Linked DNA regions of Sus scrofa: region 2 is linked to region 1. The links are chromatin contacts, called in public Hi-C maps. All regions are on one chromosome and are shown on one strand. The core of a region is the stretch at or near the end of the contact, and the rest is flanking DNA. Distances in the headings are between cores, read along the strand shown. Region 1 has its middle 44 kb from the start of SLC6A6. Region 2 has its middle 70 kb from the start of LSM3.

Region 1 (2,700 bases), core at 127-2,626:
AGTCCCCGAGCAGCAGAGGCCTGCAGGTCTACAGAGCCACTAGGGATGCTCAGGGCTTGAATCCTGGTCTCTCTGGGGAGAGGCTCCCTGTGGGGTTGAATGCAGTCCCAAGGTAGGGGTGTGGGGGCATTAACCCCAGCTACAAACAGTAGTTTTGCAGTTTGTGGATGTGTGTAGGAGGGGCGCCCCCACACGTGGGGGCTACAGCCCCATTTATTCATTTAGCAGAGGTCTGGGGGCACCTGCCATGGGCCAGACACTGCTCTGGGCCCTGGGAATACGGTGCTGGACCCTGTGGACTCAGGCCTGCGGCCAGATAAATATATGGGCGTATAAACAGTCAAGGTACATTCACATGGTTCTCCAAGTTAGGGTGAAAATATAACCAGGTCTTGGGTGAGGAGACCTTGACCTAAATGATGGGAAGGAGCCAGCCAGGAAGGGCTGGGGGAAGGTACCCTGAACAGGAGCTCAGGGTCTGAGGGAAGCCCAGGGGTCTGTGTGGTGGGGAGGAAGAGGTGAGTGACAGAGCTGGGGTAGGGTGATCGCAGAGGCTGGGAGGCGTGTGGGCGCAGTGCCAGCCAGCCGTGCATGGGCTGGTTCAAAGCAAGGAGAGCTCAGTGTTTGGGGGGCTCTTTCTTTTGATTTTTCCTGAAGCATTCATCAAACTGAGTGATATCCTCAGAGCCAAAGTATGCACACCTGAGGTCAGGAGATGGCACCTTTCCAACCTCAAAAGGTGGTCCTTCCAGTCATGCCCTGCCCTCCCCCCAAATAGTGGCAATCCCTATTCCTATTTCCAAACCCACAGATTCACACCCCTGATTTAGAGTCTGTATAAATGACATTTAAATGGTGGTCCATGGTTTGGGGGACCCTCTGGCTTGGGCATCCCAGGCATCCTCCATCTGTCTGTCTGTTTTCACTGCCCTGTGGACATGTACAACCAGGCTATTTCCAGCTTTTGGCTCTTAGCAAGAGTGCTGCCATTCACATTCTTGTACAAGTCCTGCAGGAACGTATGTTTTCATTTCTCTTTAGTCATTGCCCAGGCCTAGATGTGCTGGTTGATTGGTTATGAGAAACTGCTGAATGGTTTTCTGCAGCCGCAGTGCCATTCATGCTTCCCCAGCGGTGGGGGAGAGTCCCAGGGTCCCAGGTGGTGGTGGGGGGCATGGGAGGAGGCCTGCAGTCACCAAAAAGGGGACGAGGGTGGGCTGGCCTGGAGGGCTGAGGAGATGGAGAGCTGAGCTGTGTTGGTGGGTGAACACACAGAGGCACATGTCCCTCCGCTGCAGGTCTGTCTCCTGCTCTGACACCCTCCCCTTCCCTGGGGCAGATTTGTTCTTCCCCTCAACGGAGAGGAGGAAGTGTGCCCTGGAGACCTGTCACCCACAGACCACATCCGGCAAGGGCTTCCCGGGTCCTCTGTGTTCTGGCCCTGGGCACTGCTGGGGACCCCTATCCTGTGGGCACTCCAGTCTGGCTGAGATCTAGGCTGCAGGAGGGCAGTGGGCAATGTGCTTTGGGAGAAGGAACAGAATGGGGGAGGGAACAGCGTGGGCAAAGGCCAGGAGATGGAAAAACTCAGGATGCATCGGTGGGAGGGCAACTGACTGGTTAACCAAAGGCTAGACTGTGTGCCAGCCTTCCACATGGGTCTACTGCATTTAATCCTGATGTCAACCTGGGCACAGGGGTTCTGAGCAGTCTGGCTTTACAAATTTGGAAACAGGCCCAGAGAGGTCACCCACTTCACCCTGGGTCACACAGCCCATGAGACATGAAGCTGGGACTTGACAGCAGGGGGAGGTGGGGAGGCCAATTCCTGAGGCTGAGATGCGCTGATAAAGCCTCTGTGGTGCTCCATCTATCCGTCCACATCCAGAGGTGTGGACACGCTATGCCCATGAGAATAGTGACAAGGATGGGGACCACTCAGCAGCTCTGCCACCATCCCTTCCTCTCTTCAGGCAGTAATGGGCAGTCTGAGAGGCATGGGGGCTGCCAGAAGACCCTCAGCCCAGCATGGCTGGACCCCAGCTGCATTTCAACAACTCTTGTTGCTCGCCTGGTAGACGGATGAGACAAACATTCTCTGGCAAGGGTCGAAGGGTTTTTTGTTCAAAGCCCTGGATCGATTTTACTTTATTACTGCCAGCTGCTGAGAAAAGCATCATCGAGCAGCCTTTTCAAAATCTCATTCACTGCCTTTGAGTCCAGGGCATTCCACAAGCTCTCCCACAATCGATTTCTGTTCCTGGAATGAGAAGGGTGAGTCCCCATGGACTCTCAGGCCAGAATGTGGCTTCCGAAGGAAACCTCTGCCTGGGTTTCCTTGAAAGTCCCTCTTCCTGCCAACGCGTTTGCTTCCTTGGTGCTCCCAGCCTCATCCTGGAGGTTCGGCCCCCTCATCTGGCAAGAGGGTGGGATGTGCCCAGAGGATGCTGGGTCTCACACCCAGCCCCCCCACAGGGAGCTGCCCCTGGGAGCCGTGCCCACGCAAGGGGTGGTCATGCCTTTCAGCTCCAAGTGTCAGTAGATAACCGCCCTGAGGTGGCTCCGCCTCGCCATGTTTTCCAGATAAAGCAGACATTCAAGTTTGCAAAATGTCAGCTCTTCCAAAATCTTCATTCATAGCAATTAACTCAAAATTGTTAAAACCCAAAGAAGTACATCTAGGAACTGGATTCAGTGCAG
Region 2 (2,700 bases), core at 98-2,597, 100 kb before region 1:
CCCCATTTCAATAGATGAGGCAAAAATCCCAGGAAATACTCTCACAGGCCCAGGCCAGTTCACATGCGCATACCGAGAATCAGCCTCGCTGGAACACATGGTCTGAGAATGTGGGAAGGGTGGATCCTGAGAGCAGAAGAGGGTTTGCCACCAGAATTAAACATGCCAGGCAGATAAAATCTCCTCCAGTTGCCCCTGCCCTGCTCCATGCCTTGGTTCACAGTTTTCCTTTCTGGAATATTGTTCTCTTTCCCATGCTTAATGTTTCCATTCCTCCAATCCTCACCTCCCTGGAAACCTTCCCCAGGCTTCCAGCCCACACAGACCTTCCCCTTCTTTAACTCATCGTCTGCCAGTAGTCAATAAATTTGACTTTATTTTAAAATGAATATAATTTGACTTTCTTCTGATGATATCAAAATAATACTTGTTACCAAACAAATCAGAAAATACAAAGACGAAATCCCATTACTTCTAGGAAGGTGACTCTGTTCCCAGGCCTGAACTCCGAGTGGAAATTTGGAGAGCAGCAGAGCCAAGAGTGTCTCAGGGTAGGGAGCCAGCACATGCGAAGACTCAGGGGTTCTGAGTGACAAGTGACAGCAGCTCAGGGAGCAGGAACAGAGTGAAAGAGGGTCATGGCTGTGGGAAGAGGTTGGCAGAGGCCTGAAGGCCAGGCCAATGGAGTTGGCTTGTATCCTATGTGAGTCGGGAAGCTGCTGGAAGATTTTAATCAGGTTAGGGGGCAGGCAGGATGGTCTGGCTGTCATTCAGGACATCTCTCTTGGCTGTGGGGTGGAGAAGCAGTGGTGATGCTGGGTCTGCCCAAGGTGGTAGCCACGGAGAGGGAGAGAAGCAGGGAAACTGGAGTGGGTGTAAGGGTGGGGGAAAGGGGCTAAGAGATGCTGGGTTTCTGGCTTGAGCAGCTGTGTGAATGAGGTCCATTTATTGCCACAGGGAAGATGGGGAGTATCAGACATTCTCTCCTAGATGGACCCAAAGTGGATTTATATTCTCACTTACACAGGTTGTATGGAGTTGCTTTGATTCATGCTCTTTTTCCCCACTCAGTGGAGCATCTTTCAACATTAGCAACATATCTCAATAACCTCCTTGGCAATGCCTGCATACTATTCCGTGTAATATACTATGATTTTTTAACCAGTGCTCCATTGGATGGACACTTAAGCTGTTTCTGTACTGATCAGCTGCAGATTGCTTTGTCTCTCAGTCATCTGTCTTGGTTGGTCTACACCTTTTTCAAATCCAGGAGCTATCCCATCTCTGCTTCTTTCCTCGGAGCTTTTGCATTTTGGCCACTAGATGGTGATGTTACACAGTGTCCCCCAGTGGTTCCAGCCCACTGGTCTCAAACCTGAGAGCTGAGCAGGAGGGCATTCAGCCTCCCAACTGTGACCTCCACCCAGAGCAGGACTGCACAGCCTTCCTCTGAGACCCATGGGTGGGTGGACCTCATATTCTCAGTGCCCAAACACTGCCCTACAGGCGACCTGCTTCCCACTTGCAAGCAGATGTTTCTATGCTTCCTTCCCTGAGGAATAAGGGGCTGGCACTTTAGACAGTAGCTTCTGAAATGTGGTATCCAAATTGCTCATGGTGACTGAGATGGCTTCTGGGAGCGCCGGGACCTACATTACCAAAGCTTCTTTGGGATGTTTTTAGAAAAATAGCAGGGTTTTTTTTTTCCATCCGATCCATGGTTTCACAGATACTATTGTTATTTAGAATAAGGTTAGGTTAAAATAAAGGTTTTAAATTTTAATTTAAATTTTAAGTTTAAAGAAAAATCATAGTACAGATAGCACACAAACAAATCATTGACTTCACTGCGGTTATGAGGTTACAGCTATGGGTCTAGGTGAGAAAATATGATGGATTCATGCAGTCTCATAAGGACTGAATTTAAAAGCTTGGACCCTGGAGAACATCAAATTTTAAACTCTTGGAGCCTAGAAACAGAGCCTTTGAGCTACAATATCTTTGATTAATTTTCAAAAATACCATGGGAAGACAATATTTAATAATATATTCTCACAATTCTTGGACTCCATGAAAATCTTGGAAGATTAGACTTAGGGGGTCCTGGACTCCCAGGACCCTCACGTGGAGGGCTCTGCCTCAGGTCTTTTCTCCAGCAGAGGAGGAAATTTCAGTCTGAAAAGGTAACTTGCAGGAACCCTGCTGGGTGGGGGACCTGGAGGCTCTTCCTACTCCTTCCTTCTGTCTCTCCTTCCCTGGTGTCCTGAGACCCCCTGGGGCCCCATGATGCTCAGGGCTTCCAACAGTGGGACCCCAACCAGGCCTCCTCACACCAGCTCTTGCTGTTCTCTTTACCAGCACTACTCTTCCTGTCTCCTTCCTGGGAGCGCCTCCTATGTGCTAGCTAAGTTGAAGGGTTAATTAACCCATGCCCCCTCATATTAACAGGCAAATGAGTGATTTGTGTAAACAGATGTTCTCCCTCACAAGTAACACGTGTTTCCTACAGCATGTTGCAATCTCCAGGGTGTATGGCCAGCCAGTGAGGACAGTATCTGGAAGGGCTGGCTTTCTGGGTGTCTTTCAAATCACTACCTACTTAGAGCCCCAGTTTCTGCTCTTCATTCCCGCCTGGCAATGAAGTGATTGGATCTGGGATTGCAGAGACTGGGACCTGTGGAGAACTCCTGGCTATTCTGT

What was found. A called contact is a pair of places that touch in the nucleus more often than the background predicts.
Region 2: a Hi-C map of alveolar macrophages shows a contact between it and region 1, with 2.0 times the contacts expected there. The contact joins two enhancer-like sites. A contact is called at or near these places in 2 of 5 promoter capture datasets (both in liver), 7 of 47 Hi-C or Micro-C datasets (alveolar macrophages, blood, embryonic fibroblasts and 3 more) and 2 of 2 datasets of contacts at active chromatin or transcription factors (alveolar macrophages and skeletal muscle).

Annotation. Positions count from the first base shown.
Region 1 is chr13:70,175,922-70,178,621 of Sscrofa11.1, reverse strand. No RefSeq gene overlaps it. Among named protein-coding and RNA genes, the nearest start is that of SLC6A6, 44 kb to the right of the region's middle. Within about 2 kb of position 1,376, at least 7 of the 83 cell types and tissues checked have an H3K27ac peak or open chromatin away from gene starts, as enhancers often do. A contact at or near this core is called in alveolar macrophages, where this site is marked.
Region 2 is chr13:70,276,913-70,279,612 of Sscrofa11.1, reverse strand. No RefSeq gene overlaps it. Among named protein-coding and RNA genes, the nearest start is that of LSM3, 70 kb to the left of the region's middle. Within about 2 kb of position 1,347, at least 9 of the 83 cell types and tissues checked have an H3K27ac peak or open chromatin away from gene starts, as enhancers often do. A contact at or near this core is called in alveolar macrophages, where this site is marked.